Regions from separate parts of the Sus scrofa genome. Here region 1 is linked to region 2. Evidence: chromatin contacts called from public Hi-C data. All regions are on one chromosome and are shown on one strand. Each heading gives the region's core, a stretch centred on a gene start, on an enhancer-like site or on the middle of the called end of the contact. The rest is flanking DNA. Distances are from core to core; before and after follow the strand shown.

Region 1 (2,700 bases), core at 16-2,515, 140 kb after region 2:
CAGGAGGTTCTGCCCATCCCCTCTGACTCAGACACGCTGACACTGCCCAAACTCTCAGCCGGCTCTCCAGGACCATGCCCAGGGTCCCCCTGGCCTCATCAAGAATGCTGGGGCACAGGGCAGAAGCCATAGGCCAGAGTTCAAATCCCAGCTCTATGCCGTGTTATTCCAGCCTGCCTCTCTCCTTTCTGGGTCTTGCCGAATGGTATGAACCACCCTCAGGCCTAGTCAAGACCAGGGATGTGACAGCTGCCCAAGGGACCTCAGGCCTCCTGCTCCCTCCCCTCCCCTTAGACCCCCTGGTCCCTTCCTGTCCTTCCTCTTGGGAGCCTAAATTTAGCCCCGCCTGGCCCCGCGGGTGAGGCCCCCACAGCTGTGCCCTAATCCAGCCAAGGGAAGCTGACACCAGCAAGCACGTATATTTAGGGTGTGACGCAGGGGCCTGGGCAGCTGCGGGTGGGGGCATGGGAGATGCCCCTGGGCCCCGTGGCAGTCCGGGAAGGTCCTGCTGCCCCTCGCGTATCTCCCCTCACCTCACCACCTGGCCTTCCCCAGGCTCTCTGCTCCCCGACCCACAACCTCCCAGGCCCTCAGGCCCCTTTAAGCTGCTCCCCGCCTTCCTCCCTCCCCATCCTTCCCAGCGCTCAGTTTCCCCTTTTAAGGATATTGTGGAGACAGAGCCAGCCTCCCAGCGCCCACTGTGGTTCCAGGGGCGGGTGGTTCCTCTGGTTCAACAAATGGGCAGGGGGAGAGGGGAGCTGGTCTAAGGTCCCTGGAGTTTTCTGTCCCGGCCCCTCCACCCGCAGGCCTCAAAACTTGCTCCCTTGTCGGACGCCACCCTGAACCATCCCTCTGGCCGAAAACGTGAGGCCTCCCTTCCCCCAGCCGTGAGCGCGGCTGAGGGAAGTGTGGGCGCAGACAGGTTCTCAGGCCTCCACTCCCAAGGCTGCCCACACCCCCCAACAGTGGGGAGCCGGGAGGCTGCAAGGGCACCGCTCAGTGCTGGGGCACCAGGGCCCAGGCTGGGGGTCGGGGGCCTCTCTGGCCCCTGGGCTGGGGGCAGGGTTCTCCGAGAGGCGGATGGGGCCCCTGGCGGACTGGGGGGTCCCCCAGGCCTCCCTCCCACTCACCATTTCTTGGTGCACTCCACCACCAGCTCGTGGTAACAGGCCACAAACTGGAACTTGGCGGCCCGCTTGCCCACGCGCTGCAAGCGCTTCCACACGGAGGTCATGGCCCCACAGCCCCCGCCGCCCGCTCCTCAGATCCCGGGCTCCCGCCGGCCCGCGACCGCTGGCCCGGCCCAGGTCCCCATGGCCTCCCAGGCTCCCGTCGGCGCCGCCCGCCCCGTCTGTGGGGACGGATCGGAGGCGCGGGCCGGGGGCCGCTCTCCCCGCCGCCGCCGGTGCCCGCCGGGGGGTCTGGCTGCGTCAGCGGGGTCGTCTGGGGCGCGTCGGGTCGCTGGAGCGCAGAGCGGCGAGCGCGCCGTTTCCTGGAGCCGCACCCCCGTCGGAAGGCCAGGCGGGCGGGGCTCCGGGGGGGCGGGCGCGGGGGGCGGGGCGGCCCGGCTTCCGGGGCCTCGCGCGGCGGGCGCGTGGGGGCGGCGCGTGGCGGGGGGTGGGGGCGCGAGGGGGCGGCCTGGACCGCAGCGCCTCCGGCCCGCGCGCCGACGAGGTGTGGAGGCGCGCGCGGGCCGGGGCAGGAGGCCACCCGCAACCGGTGCCGCCCTCGCCAGCGCTGCCCCGGCCGCCTCCCTTCCTGCCCGCAGCGCGGCGAGGTGCTCAGTGGTGGCCCGGTTTCGCAGGCCGGGGAAAGAGACCCAGAAAGGAGAAGAGACTTGAAGGGTGCCAGTGGGCCGGGCCAGAGCCCACTGGCCTCAGCGCTGGGGAGGCCGGCTCCTGCTGCCACCGCGTCTTAACCGGAGCAGGAAGGAGCAGAGGCAGGGGCCGGCCCGGGCGCCCTACCTGTGGGCAGCACCCACTGGCCAGGCTCAGGACCTGCGTCTTCAGCTGTCAAGTGGGAAGGTGTCCCACCGTCCGCACACGGCTGACTTCCAAGTGTGTGACCTTGGGCAAAGGACGAGCACCCGGGGCCTCAGTTTTTACCTCTGTTCAACAGGGATAATTATAGTTTCTCGCTTCACATCATTGAGAACCAAACCTTGGGAAGCATTTTGTGTGGAGCCCGACTGATGTTGCCAGGTCTTATTAAACGAAATCCGTTATCACTGTCGGAAAGAGTGTGTGTTTACCCTCCCTCCCCTGGGGCGTTAACCGCTCTGTTCACACCTAGATTAGAGCCCTTATCACCTGCGCAGCTGCCCGTAGGGTAATGAGCCGTGGCAGGTGTCTGGCCCAGAGTTAGATCTGCCACAGGGATCTAACACCAGCCTGTTCCCTGTGCCGGTGCGAATGTTCTGCGAGGTTCGTGAATGGACAGAAACCCGGTTCTTGATCAATACTAGGTTTCAGCAGGAAGTCTGGTCTGCCAGAAGTGCCAGCTGACTGTGTCCAGGAGACAAGTGACTGTGCAGCAGGCGTGGGGACGAGCAGCTGGTAAGCCTCACTGAGCAACCTGAGGTTCTTTTCTCTTGCTTTCAGTAAGTTGTGGGGTGTTGTGTGTGTGTGAAGGCAAATAAGCAGGCTTCTTCCGGGGGGACCTGACAGCTGGGGTTTGGCTCCTAGGCCCAGCATCAGGGTT
Region 2 (2,700 bases), core at 1-2,500:
GCTGGGCGGTGGGCTCCTTAAAACCTCTTTTAGCTCAAACGTATCCTCTGTAAAGTTGAAAGAGATGCATTTCTAACAGGGCTAGTGGGGCGCAGCCGGGCGCCTGCCCTGCGGTCTCCACGCTCCCCACTGCCGGGAGCTCTCTGCTGGCGCGACCCTCACTGTGACCTTCTGGCCACCAAGGTTGGGGGTCAGAGAGATCAACGCAGGTGACTTCAGCTCTAGGCCTTCTCTTACATTTTGCACAAACCACGGCCGAAACTCCAGCTCGCTCCCTGCACCTCCCCAAAGTGGCATCGCTTCAGTGCCCTCCTCCCGCCTCATAAAAGTCCGGGGTTTCTGGATTTACGACGCGAGAGTTGGAGGGTCGCTTGAGTAGTGACACACCCCGTTGCCTCGCCTGTGCCACGGCGCGGGCCGGTGGCGGGGAGGGCAGCACCGCGCGGGCCCGCGCCCCTCGGACCCGCCTGCCCCCTGCCCGACCGCCTGGGAACCGCTGTCGTCCCGCACTTGGCGGCCCCCGCCCCCACCTGCCGGCTCCTTCCGCCGGCCCTGCCCTCCCCACCCCACCGCCCCCGGGGTTGGCCGCGCCGCGGGCTAACGGGGCCGCGGCCGCTTAAACATTAAATCGGGCGCCCCAGCTGCGCTGGCCGCCCGGCTCCGCGCCACTGCGCCCCGCACGCCGGCCCCCTCGTCGGGGCCCCGCCGCCCGTTCGGGGCGCGGGCCTCGGGGTGCACGGGCCCGGCGCCTCACCTGGTACGTAGATCTCGCCACGCTCCTCGTCGGGGAGCTCGCTCCAGTTCCGTTTGCACGTGGAGACGCACGGCTTCTTCACCAGAAACGCGCGGGGCATTTTTGAACCTTCCTCGCCGGGCACCGGCCGCTTCCGTAACTAGAGCCGGAGCCGTCCCACCTTTCCCGGGCCGGGCTGGCGGCGGCGGGCGGCGGCGGCGGGGAGGGGGGGGCAGGTCGGGAAAGGTGTCGCCGAAGCGTCCCGCGTTCCGCCGGGAGGACGTGCCTGGGACGGCGCGCGCCCGTTTCAACTCCGCGGAGCTGTCGCGGTCCTCCGTCCGAACGAGGTTGCCTTGCAGCCAGGTGCACCGGGCGGCGACGGAAGCGGCAGGTAAGCGTCTCCCGGCGCGACTGGCGTCCTCCGCGGCCCTCGGGAAGTCTTAAAGTGCGAGCCGGCCGGACGGGTTCACGCTTTATTGGCTCGCGGCGGTGTGTGTTGGTGGCTGGGGCGGGGAGGGGGGTGATCCGAGCTAATTAGCTTGGAGTGGCCTGGGAGGCGACGGCGCATGCGTTGGGAAATAACGGTGGCAACCCACCTATTTGTTACCTGTCGAACCGGTTTCCATTCCGCTGCCGGTGAGGTGGCCTCGCGGCCTGGGCGGGGTGGCGGGGTGGCCGGGCGGGGGCGGCGGGGGGGGGCAGGCGGAGGGCACCCAGCACCCCGCTGCCCTGCAGGACCTCCCAGCGGGAGTGCCAGCGCTCGTCAACCGGAGTTTCGGAGGGAACAGAGGAGGGGAGGGAGGGAGGGAGGGGCAGGGGCAACGTTACTTGGTGCTCGCAGGCTCCAAAGGGTGATGAAACTCGCCGGACTGGGCCCGGCGCGCCCCGGGCGCCTGGGGAGGCGCGAAGCCGTCGGGCGGGACTGGGCGGCCCGGTCCACACTTGTTGAACCGGGCCTGAGCCCAGGCGGCCCCGGGTCCCAAAGGCCTGGCTGAGCAATTCGTGGTTCAGCCCAGAGGTATTTGCTGGTCGCCGGCTCCGTGCGGAAAGGCACGCGGGGCCGCAGGAGCGCTCAGGCCGGCAGGCGGGCAGGCCCCGCCGCAATACGAAGCGGAGAGCGCCCGCCCGACCAGGGGCCGAGCCCTGCCGGGAGCCTGCCTTCTGGCGGGGTGAGTACGGAAGGCTTAGTGGAGGAAGGCGCGTTTAAACCGCTGAGTCCACCGTGATCCCCAAAGACCCCAGCGCTTTAGTCATGGGGGTTTGTACCCCCCACCAAAGTCCTCATCAGATTCCCAAATGGCCGGATATCAGGTACAGCAAGACTGGAGGTGAGCAGAGGACAGAGGACCCAACTTACTTGGCCTGGCTCCACAGAGCTCCTGCTTTACCCCCACAGCCCAGCCTCGGCTGAAGACCCCTCCCTCCAACCATTCACCGCCCACTGCGCAGTCCCCAGGCCCAGCCTCCTGGAGGGAGGTCCCGCCCACCACAGAAGCTGAGAAGTGCTTGGTGGCCTCCAGTGAGACACAGTAACTGAGTCTACAGCCACTAGGCTTCTCTTCCCAGCTGATCTGAAAAGGGCAGGGATGGGACCCCTTCCTCTTTTTAGCCCTCCTCCCTCCCACATGTGAAATAAACTAATATTTCAGAGTCACTGCTACACATTCCTGTCTCACGTATTAAATATTTGCTGGGACGGATTAGGAGGAAATGAATCTGGTAAATAAATTCACTCAGTTCAAAAGTCCGAGTCAAGGAGTTTCCATCGTGGCGCAATGGTTAACGAATCCGACTAGGAACCGTGAGGTTGTGGGTTCGATCCCTGGCCTTGCTCAATGGGTTAAGGATCCGGCATTGCTGTGAGCTGTGGTGTAGGTCGCAGATGCGACTCGGATCCCGCGTTGCTGTGGCTCTGGCGTAGGCGGGCAGCTGCAGCTCTGATTGGACCCCTAGCCTGGGAACCTCCA

The links. Hi-C and Micro-C count contacts between places; a contact is called where the count stands out from the background.
Region 1: a contact with region 2 is called in a Hi-C map of epiblast stem cells, with 2.2 times the contacts expected there. The contact joins the promoter of EHBP1L1 here to the promoter of OVOL1 in region 2. A contact is called at or near these places in 4 of 5 promoter capture datasets (fetal liver, liver and skeletal muscle), 6 of 47 Hi-C or Micro-C datasets (embryonic fibroblasts, epiblast stem cells, heart right ventricle and 3 more) and 2 of 2 datasets of contacts at active chromatin or transcription factors (alveolar macrophages and skeletal muscle).

What each region holds. Positions count from the first base shown.
Region 1 is chr2:6,677,456-6,680,155 of Sscrofa11.1, forward strand. EHBP1L1 (EH domain-binding protein 1-like protein 1) reads right to left here and starts at 1,266. Exons shown (of 18, transcript XM_021082847.1): 1 at 1,131-1,266. The coding sequence starts at 1,234.
Region 2 is chr2:6,537,742-6,540,441 of Sscrofa11.1, forward strand. It overlaps OVOL1 (putative transcription factor Ovo-like 1), which reads right to left and starts at 1,251. Exons shown (of 4, transcript XM_003122528.4): 1 at 755-1,251. The coding sequence starts at 854. AP5B1 (AP-5 complex subunit beta-1) reads left to right here and starts at 1,043. Exons shown (of 3, transcript XM_021082823.1): 1 at 1,043-1,124.